2 separate regions of the Sus scrofa genome follow, and region 2 is linked to region 1. The links are chromatin contacts, called in public Hi-C maps. All regions are on one chromosome and are shown on one strand. The core of a region is the stretch at or near the end of the contact, and the rest is flanking DNA. Distances in the headings are between cores, read along the strand shown. Region 1 overlaps MTTP (microsomal triglyceride transfer protein). Region 2 holds the start of MTTP (microsomal triglyceride transfer protein).

Region 1 (4,084 bases), core at 1,033-3,532:
AGTTGGGTCCTTAACCCACTGAGCCACAGAGGAACTCCTGGGGAGATGCATTCTTAATGAAAGAACATCTCTGAAGAATGCCTAAGAGCGCTGAGAAAGTAGTCCACATTTGAAGATGCAGGAATAATTACAGTTCAGTACCATCTGTCTGGACTCACCTACCCATCAACAATACCTAAGGGTCTGAATTGAGTTATAAAACTTGATGCTAACATAGTGGTAATCTAGAGCAGGGCTAGCAAACTTTTAATGTAAAGGGCAAAAAGTAAACAGTTCAGGCTCTGTAAGACACAAGGGTCTCTGTTGCAACTACTCAACTCTGCTCATTGTAGAGTGGTATATTAACATATGAATATGGCACTGCTCCAATAAGTTTTTTATTTACAAAAATAGCCAGAGGGCCAGATTTGCCTGCTGGCCAGTGTTTGCCAACCCCTGATCTACATGATCTTGTAAGGTTTTTTCTATTCACTAAGCCATGGCACCATGGGCACATTCTATGAGCGACATCTTCCCTTAGCTATTAAACAGAACCTAGTGCCAGCATTTGTTAGAATGGAGTATGTAGCAGATGTGGGTTTATATACAAATAAGCTGTTTGAGTCTCCCTGCCTCTGCAGAGCACTCCAGTAATGCCATCCCAGCTACAGAGGCACATACCACTCTAGGTCAAGTGCTGACATTGGAGGAAATTTTGGCAGTGGATGGCCTGTCACAGCCCCAGGGCAGATGGAATTACTCTTCGCTCACCCTCCTCTCTCTCTCTTTTCAGCTAATTGGATTAGTCTTCAGAGAAGGATGTCTGATAAAGTTAGATTAATAGGGGGATCCTCTTTAGCCAGAACATATTTTCCTGAATGGAAGCAATGGGATGAGCTGTCAAAATACCAGTGTCTGAACTATAAGAAAACCCATGGGACCAAAAGTAAAAGATCAAAGGGGTCATATGAGCAACAAATACAAAGCTCAAGCATCTTGTTCTTCTAGCCTATAGACAAGAATTTAAATAAATATGTGCTCTGGGTCAAACAAGGACATTACCCTATGCTTTATCTTTTTTTTGCAATATTTCTCAGAATAGGCTTCCTCACGCAGTAGGAGACAAACAAGAACTGTAATTTCATGATAGCCATGTATGGTATTAGAAAAGTTTCCCCACTAGAAATAGTCTGGGTATTCATTCTAGCTCCACATGTAATCTCCTAGCCTGGGTTTTCTTTCCAATCTTCAGATATAATACCTACCATGGAAAATTAGTATGGGAATTAAATGAGATATCAAATATAGAGGCTTGGGGGTGCAAGAAGTGAATAATAAGTTCTCCTTATTTTTTTACTCTTCATAACTTAGAACCACTGCACTATGTGGTTTAGTCCTTTTCACAAAGGAAAGAGAAGTGTGTCCTTCTATAGGGATCTGTGGTCTGTCCTTCTGTGGGGGTCCAAGCAAATTTCTCTGTGACTATACACAAGAATTCTCCTGTGATGCCTTGGCATGAGAGAAGTGGAGTTTTCCCAGAAAGCCGAGGTGTTCCTCAAAACCCACACTGCAGTGGAAATGCTCTCTCCCCACAAAAGGCACATGGTCTAGTAGCCGTGAAATGTTCTTTTCCATGGGACTTGGTGTGTTTTGACATCTACATAATGTACGTCAGTGGGAAAGCCAAAGTCCATGTCACGGACCTCTGCTGAGTTGGCGAACAAGATTATCGTGTTCCAACTGGAAACAGAGAACGTGAGCCAAAGAAAAGAAAGACTGGCACCCAGTAGGGTTTATTTGGGAATGATCACAATTAGAGTGCATACCTTGATTCTGCAGCTTAGAGCATAGGTTACAATTAGGACATGGTCATTGTGGTTTTGTCAGGATACTGTGTATTCCTTCAGATTAGTTATGATGCCCGAGGAACCCCCCGCATCTTACAACAAAACATCCCGTTCTAGACCTAATGTAGCAGTAAGGATCCTCAGGGCTCTTTCCTAATGCGTCCTGAGCCCAGTGTGGAGAATCTCATGCCTTCATCCAAGTGTCTTTCCGACTGAAGGTAGTTTCCTGCCCCATTCAGACTTTTTCCAGTAAATCAAGTTCTGTGACTGGGATTTCTTGCCTCATTTTTGCAAAGTAGAGAGAAGTCAGGGAAATCAAGGATCAACACAATCCTTTCTAGAAAGTGAAATCATGGCATTCATAGTTGGGGAAAGAAAGCATGGCTTGTTTGGTCTGAGTAGGGCAGTTACATAAAGAAGTTAGTCATGCTGCCAGTTGCCATGAACCTAAGATCTTTGGAGGAATATCAAAATTAAGAGTACTGAGCCTTTTTCCCAGAACTGTTATCATTTCCCACACTGTCTCCAGGCAATCTGATTCCAATCCAGCTGCAAAAGTTTTCAGCCAGCACCACCCCATCTAATGTACATAGAAATTGTGAGAATTAAAGTGTAAATGCTGGCAAACAGCATAAAACAATGGGTTTCAGACAACTACAGAATTGCTGAGGAAGGACTATGTTTATAAATGAATCCTGTCCTCTGGAATATGCTTTGGAGTTTGTGTTGGTCTTGTTATTTTGTTGTCACTTCAAAGGTCGAACAATAAAGTATAAAGGCTTAGTTAAGTTGCCTTGCCTTAGCTTTCCTTTCCTAGGCAATCCCTGGAACTAGGATACTGCTCTGGCAGTTTTCATCCTGCCTTTCATTTGCCAGCGGGATGCAGTTTACTATATTTGACACAGCACATAACTACAGAAGTGCTAAAGGACTTCGAGAGATCATCTGTCCCCACCTCTCACCCCTACCCCAAAGCCACGCGGAATTCCTCACGGAGATGCCTTCATTTTCCCTAGTCTGGTGGTTCTCACATTTGGGTGCATCAGAATCACATGAGGGCTTAGTAAAACACAGATTTCTGGGGTCAGATTAGTTATTAGTTTCTAACTCAGTGGGTATGGGGCTTGCATCTCTAACACGTTCCCTGGATGCTCATGTTAATTGTCAGGGAACCACACTTTGAGAAACATGGCCCCTTCCAAAGTGCGGCAAGGATGGAAAGAAAGCCCCTTCTCAATGGACTCTAAACTACTTTAGTATTTTAATTGACTAAATGATTTAGCACATCAGTAATCTTCTGGTGATTAAGATTCGAATGTGTTTCCAAGCTTAGAGAAAGACATCAACATTAACACAACTCAGTGGCATTATGTAGAGCAGGAGGTTGAATGTGCCTTTGGAAAGGGGCTGGCCAAATTTTGTGCTTCTTCCTCTTTTTCTTCTCCTCCTCCTTCTGACTATTATTATACATTTTTGTTTCTAGGAGCTTCAGTTGCAATCTGGACTTAAGGCCAATATGGAGGTCCAGGGTGGTCTAGCTATTGATATTTCAGGTTCAATGGAGTTTAGTCTGTGGTATCGTGAGTCAAAGACCCGAGTGAAAAATCGGTAAGCATAAGTCTAATGCTCTATGCAAAGAACCGCAGAGATAGCTTTTTGGAATTGTTTAACCTTCTGACCTATCAAAACCTAGGCTTTCTATTTGTAATTATCAATCATAGAGTAGGAAATAACCATGGGAAGTCATTATTTCCATAGCTTCTTGGAATGGAAGGGTAGGTACCTAATAGAACTCTGCCAAGAATTTTTTGCTTTTAAAGACATCCATGGACAGCCTGCCCAGTGGACAAGATGTTTATCTTTTCTTGGTATCCCACTGTAGTAGGTGACAGTGCTGTCAGAAAACTTTACTGGAGTTCCCGTTGTGGCGCAACAGAAACGAATCCGACTAGGAACTATGAGGTTGCAGGTTCGATCCCTGGCCTCACTCAGTGGGTTAGGGATCTGGCATTGCTGTGGCTCTGGCAGAGGCTGGCAGCAACAGCTCCAATTAGACCCCTAGCCTGGGAACCTCCATATGCCGCAGGTGCAGCCCTAAAATGACAAAAAAAGAAAAAAAAAAGAAAGAAAGAAAACTTTACTTTTTAATTTTTTTTATGGCCATACCTTACAGCAATGCGGGATCCTTAATCCACTGAGCAAGGCTAGGGATCAAACCCACATCCTCACAGAGGCAACATTGTCTCCTTAACACACTT
Region 2 (4,084 bases), core at 615-3,114, 45 kb before region 1:
ATGTTGAAATAACTACTTAATACAGTGACTCATAGGAGCTTTCTAGTGGTAGGCAAATGAAAACAAAACAAATGAAACAGCATTTAATTTGTTAGGCAATAGTGATATGCCTTTTATTGGTTGGACTCTGATAAACACCTGACAACAAATGGTACTTTACCCGAAGAGACACGTATCATGCACCACATAGTCTAACCATAAACATGTCACTGTGAGCCTCAAGTGGAATACGAAAGGCAGTTTTCACATGATTCCAGGTAGTCCTTAATTTGAATAAGTAAGTATTTAAAGCTTAAGTGACTATAGTGGCTTCGTGTTACTGTGCATGTAATGCAGAAATTGTGGGAATACACAAAAATCTATTCAAATGTAAAGCACTAAAGCGCTTTTCACATTACCTTGTATTTGTAAAGCCCACTATTCATAAAAACATTTCTTCAACAGTTAATTTTCTAAGACCATTTTCTGTTTACCCCAAGACAAATTATTTATATCTTTAAGGTGATAGTCACAACCAAATATTTTTTGTGTAGGTAATTTAGCCAAGATTTATATATAAAACAGGTTAACAAGTGAAATTCTAATCTCAATAGACAGTAAAGGTGAACAATTTCCACGTTTAAGATCTTTATATAAAACATAATTCAAGGAGAAATACGCTTAACTCTGGAGATTTTAAAATTTTAGATTTCATCTTGTAGCCCTTTCTATCAAGTTGACTATCTTTTACCTGGGTTGTCTAGAAGATTTGAACTTAAGGTTAGGATTCTAGAAGAGGCTTTAGAGAAAGATGAGGGTAAAATTAAGACCCTCATTCTATGCTTAAGAACCCATTTTATGGCTATAAGTATTTTCTAGTTCATTCAAATAGCCCTTTGCCAGCACCTTATTCGTTCCTTTGCCAAAACATCCCCATATGCTCCCCACAACCACCCTGTTTCAATAGGTTTTGTTCACATCAGGTTTATATTGCAGGAGTTTCCAAGGACAAAAGTGGGTTTCATTCGTGTGGCTCCACTCACACTAAGTTACTTGCTTTAATTGTAGAGAAGTTTCCTAATTAATTTTCCGCAGCAAAATTGTTAAGGGCTGGAATTCCCCTCTTGAATTTCTTCCTAGAATTAGGATTCAGAAAGCACAGGGGATTCCATCCAGTTGGTTTGGGGACTCAAGATAAGTGTTTCTTGTCATAGGGGTAGTTAGAGGTCTACTGTGATAAACTCAACTGCTTGCTAGTGTGCTAATAATGACAGACACATAAGAATCACACGTAAGGAGAATCATCTAGGTTTCAGAAATCAGTTTTATCATTTTAACATTATTTTGAAGGGATTGGTGGTGGAAGTAAAAATTTTTAAATTTAAATCCTATAATTCAGAATGATTTTTTAATAATAGCATACACATGGTATTAAAAAACTCCAGATGACCATACAAGACAATAAAATTCAATGAAATGTATTTGAGTTTGCAATTCCTCACCACCTTCCCACGTAAAGTGGTAAATGTGAAGACAGGCATTTGATGTTACGGGAATGAGGATGATTTATGTTTGGAGCAGAAAAGTATCATCATCAGTTTTCCTTGAATGTCTATCAGTACTTCTGAATTTAAAGGATGGTAGACTGGTTTACTTGAACTCTCAAAAGTGACATTTTTTTCTTGGTCTTCCTTATTGAGTAAAGAATAAATAAAAAGAGTGAGAGATTGGAAACCGGAGCCCACCAAAGTTTAATCATTAATAGTGGGCCCTTCTGTGAACTTAGGTCCTGATTTTGGAGTTTGGAATCTGACCTTTCCCCCAAAGATAAACATTGTTGCAGGTTCGAGGAGGGTCACTCCCTTGCTGCCACCGCAAGAATCCACTTCTCAGTGACTCCTCGCTTGGAACTGGATGCACTAGAGGGGAGCTGGTCAATATGATTCTTCTTGCTGTGCTTTTTCTCTGCTTCATTTCCTCATATTCAGCTTCGGTTAAAGGTACGTTCGTGTTGCCTTTTGCTAAACTATAATTTTAATCCTTGAGGGGGAAAATTGTGTGGGTGGGTGGGTGTGTGTAGTGTAGTGAGAGAGTCCTAACTAACTCTTTAAGCCATCTTCAAAACCATGGAACTTTGGAATGTTGGTGAAGGCAGGACTGGGTTGGAATGAAAATCAAATTCAAATTCCTACATACATTAAGAAAACAGAGGCTCCTTTTAGTTTCTTGCTTCATTCTCTCATTCATGGTGTATTTTTAAAAAGGGAGAAAAAAGATGCCAGCTATTGTTACCTTCTGCTGTTGGTCACTCAATGAATGCAGCTCCTTCATTTGAATTGTAAAAGTGGGCTTAAAAAACCAGTTCTTAAATTTCCTTCTAGTTGCTTAGCAATGGGACATCAAGAAGAATTAGATCCAATGAAAAAGGCATTTGACTTGACAGAGAATTATGAATGAAATGGTAAAGTCTGTATTTAATTCCATTACCATTCAAAAGAGAATTATCACGGTTATGAATTACAGAAAATAAAACGACATGATATAGATTTTAAGAAATAAGACATTATCTTTGGAAAAATAGTGTTAGTCATTTTAGATTCTATTTCAAGATAAAACTGATTTTAAAACACCTAAGGATTGATATCTTTCAGAGGAAATAAACATTTTATGAGTAATGGTTTCCAAAAAACTGTATGCAATGTATTCATAGGGAATCTTGTTTTAAGTCAATTCATTTATATATGCGGTGAATTTCTAGATGTTGTACCTGTAAAATGATCACTTTTTAGAGTCTCTTAAGATAATTCACCATGAATGCCAGTTGATCTAACACATAACTCAGCATGATAGGATGCGATTTCACTCACTGTGAACCCTAAGTAACTGATATAAACAATTCACTTTTAAACTTATAAAGCCCTTTAGGGATAACTGGCTTTCTTTTTTTCATAAAGTTTATCTCAAGATTTTTTGCGTTGAAAATTTCCACTTGAGGACAAGAGACCATCTTTGTTACCAGAACAATAAATGGGGACTAAATTATTTCACCCAAGCAAATCACACTTTAGGTTCTTGAACTAAAGAACCTGAGATAATATATATATATTTTAGTAGTTTCTCAAGTATTTTGTATTTAAACGTACAACCCTTAGTTGGATGAAAACAAATTTTAATGAGAAAAAGTTTTGTAACTTACACTTGATAGGTAATTGTTATACAGAGAGCTTACTATTTTTGTTATCTGTCAAGTACACTGTTGAATATTTGAAATACGATTGATTTATATACCATGAGATAAGACCTTATACCATGATTTTACAAAAAACAATTGAGATATAGTAGCTATTGTGGTGTTCTCTTTTTTTCCCCACCTTGCAAGTGAGCACATTGGATAACTTGATGTTTTTAAATACATGCTCTTATAAAGATTTAAAAATACACACACACACACACACACACACACACATGACAATGGACAATGGCATGCAGGGAGCTATGACCTAGAACATAACAGAGAGCTACAGTTTGTTGTATAAGCTCAGTGGCAAACCCAGAATTTTAGATCCTGAAGCTTATGCAATTTAGGGGCAAAATTTGAGAAAAGATAACAAAATACCTTACTTTTTGCAAATGTTACTGAAAAAAGATACGGCGTATGTACACAATGCCAAAGGCTCCCTTCCAAGCCTGGGTTTAAGTGTCATTAACTTCACAGTACAGCTGCCTATTCCAAAAATCATGAATAAAAAGTACAGGACTTGACAGCTCTCTGTCTCCCTAGATTTGGTAATTTCCTGGTTTATAGTACCGTGGTTAAATTATAGATTCCTTACCATTTGTAACGACTGACATTTAATAAGCAAACTACTTATGAAGAGTTTACTTTAAAATCAGGCCATTATAAATTTGGGGATGCCATACATTGCTTCATAACTCATCTCAAATTTACTTATCAATGCAACTGTCCAGATCTGGGTGGAGGGTGCGTACAGGTTGACCATAAATAAAGAGGGTGTAGGAGGAGTTTAGAAGAGGAGGAGTCATAGGGTCTGTTTAGAAGAATATGCTGAAAGAGTGAATGCTCCCTACTTCTTTTGAATCACAT

The links. Hi-C and Micro-C count contacts between places; a contact is called where the count stands out from the background.
Region 2: a Hi-C map of liver shows a contact between it and region 1, with 1.7 times the contacts expected there. The contact joins the promoter of MTTP here to the enhancer-like site in region 1. A contact is called at or near these places in 1 of 5 promoter capture datasets (liver), 7 of 47 Hi-C or Micro-C datasets (fetal skeletal muscle, liver, psoas muscle and 1 more) and 1 of 2 datasets of contacts at active chromatin or transcription factors (skeletal muscle).

What each region holds. Positions count from the first base shown.
Region 1 is chr8:120,824,874-120,828,957 of Sscrofa11.1, reverse strand. MTTP (microsomal triglyceride transfer protein) reads left to right here. Exons shown (of 18, transcript NM_214185.1): 16 at 3,310-3,434. Among named protein-coding and RNA genes, the nearest start is that of MTTP, 45 kb to the left of the region's middle. Within about 2 kb of position 2,282, at least 7 of the 83 cell types and tissues checked have an H3K27ac peak or open chromatin away from gene starts, as enhancers often do. A contact at or near this core is called in fetal skeletal muscle, liver and skeletal muscle, where this site is marked.
Region 2 is chr8:120,869,248-120,873,331 of Sscrofa11.1, reverse strand. MTTP (microsomal triglyceride transfer protein) reads left to right here and starts at 1,864. Exons shown (of 18, transcript NM_214185.1): 1 at 1,864-1,979. The coding sequence starts at 1,919.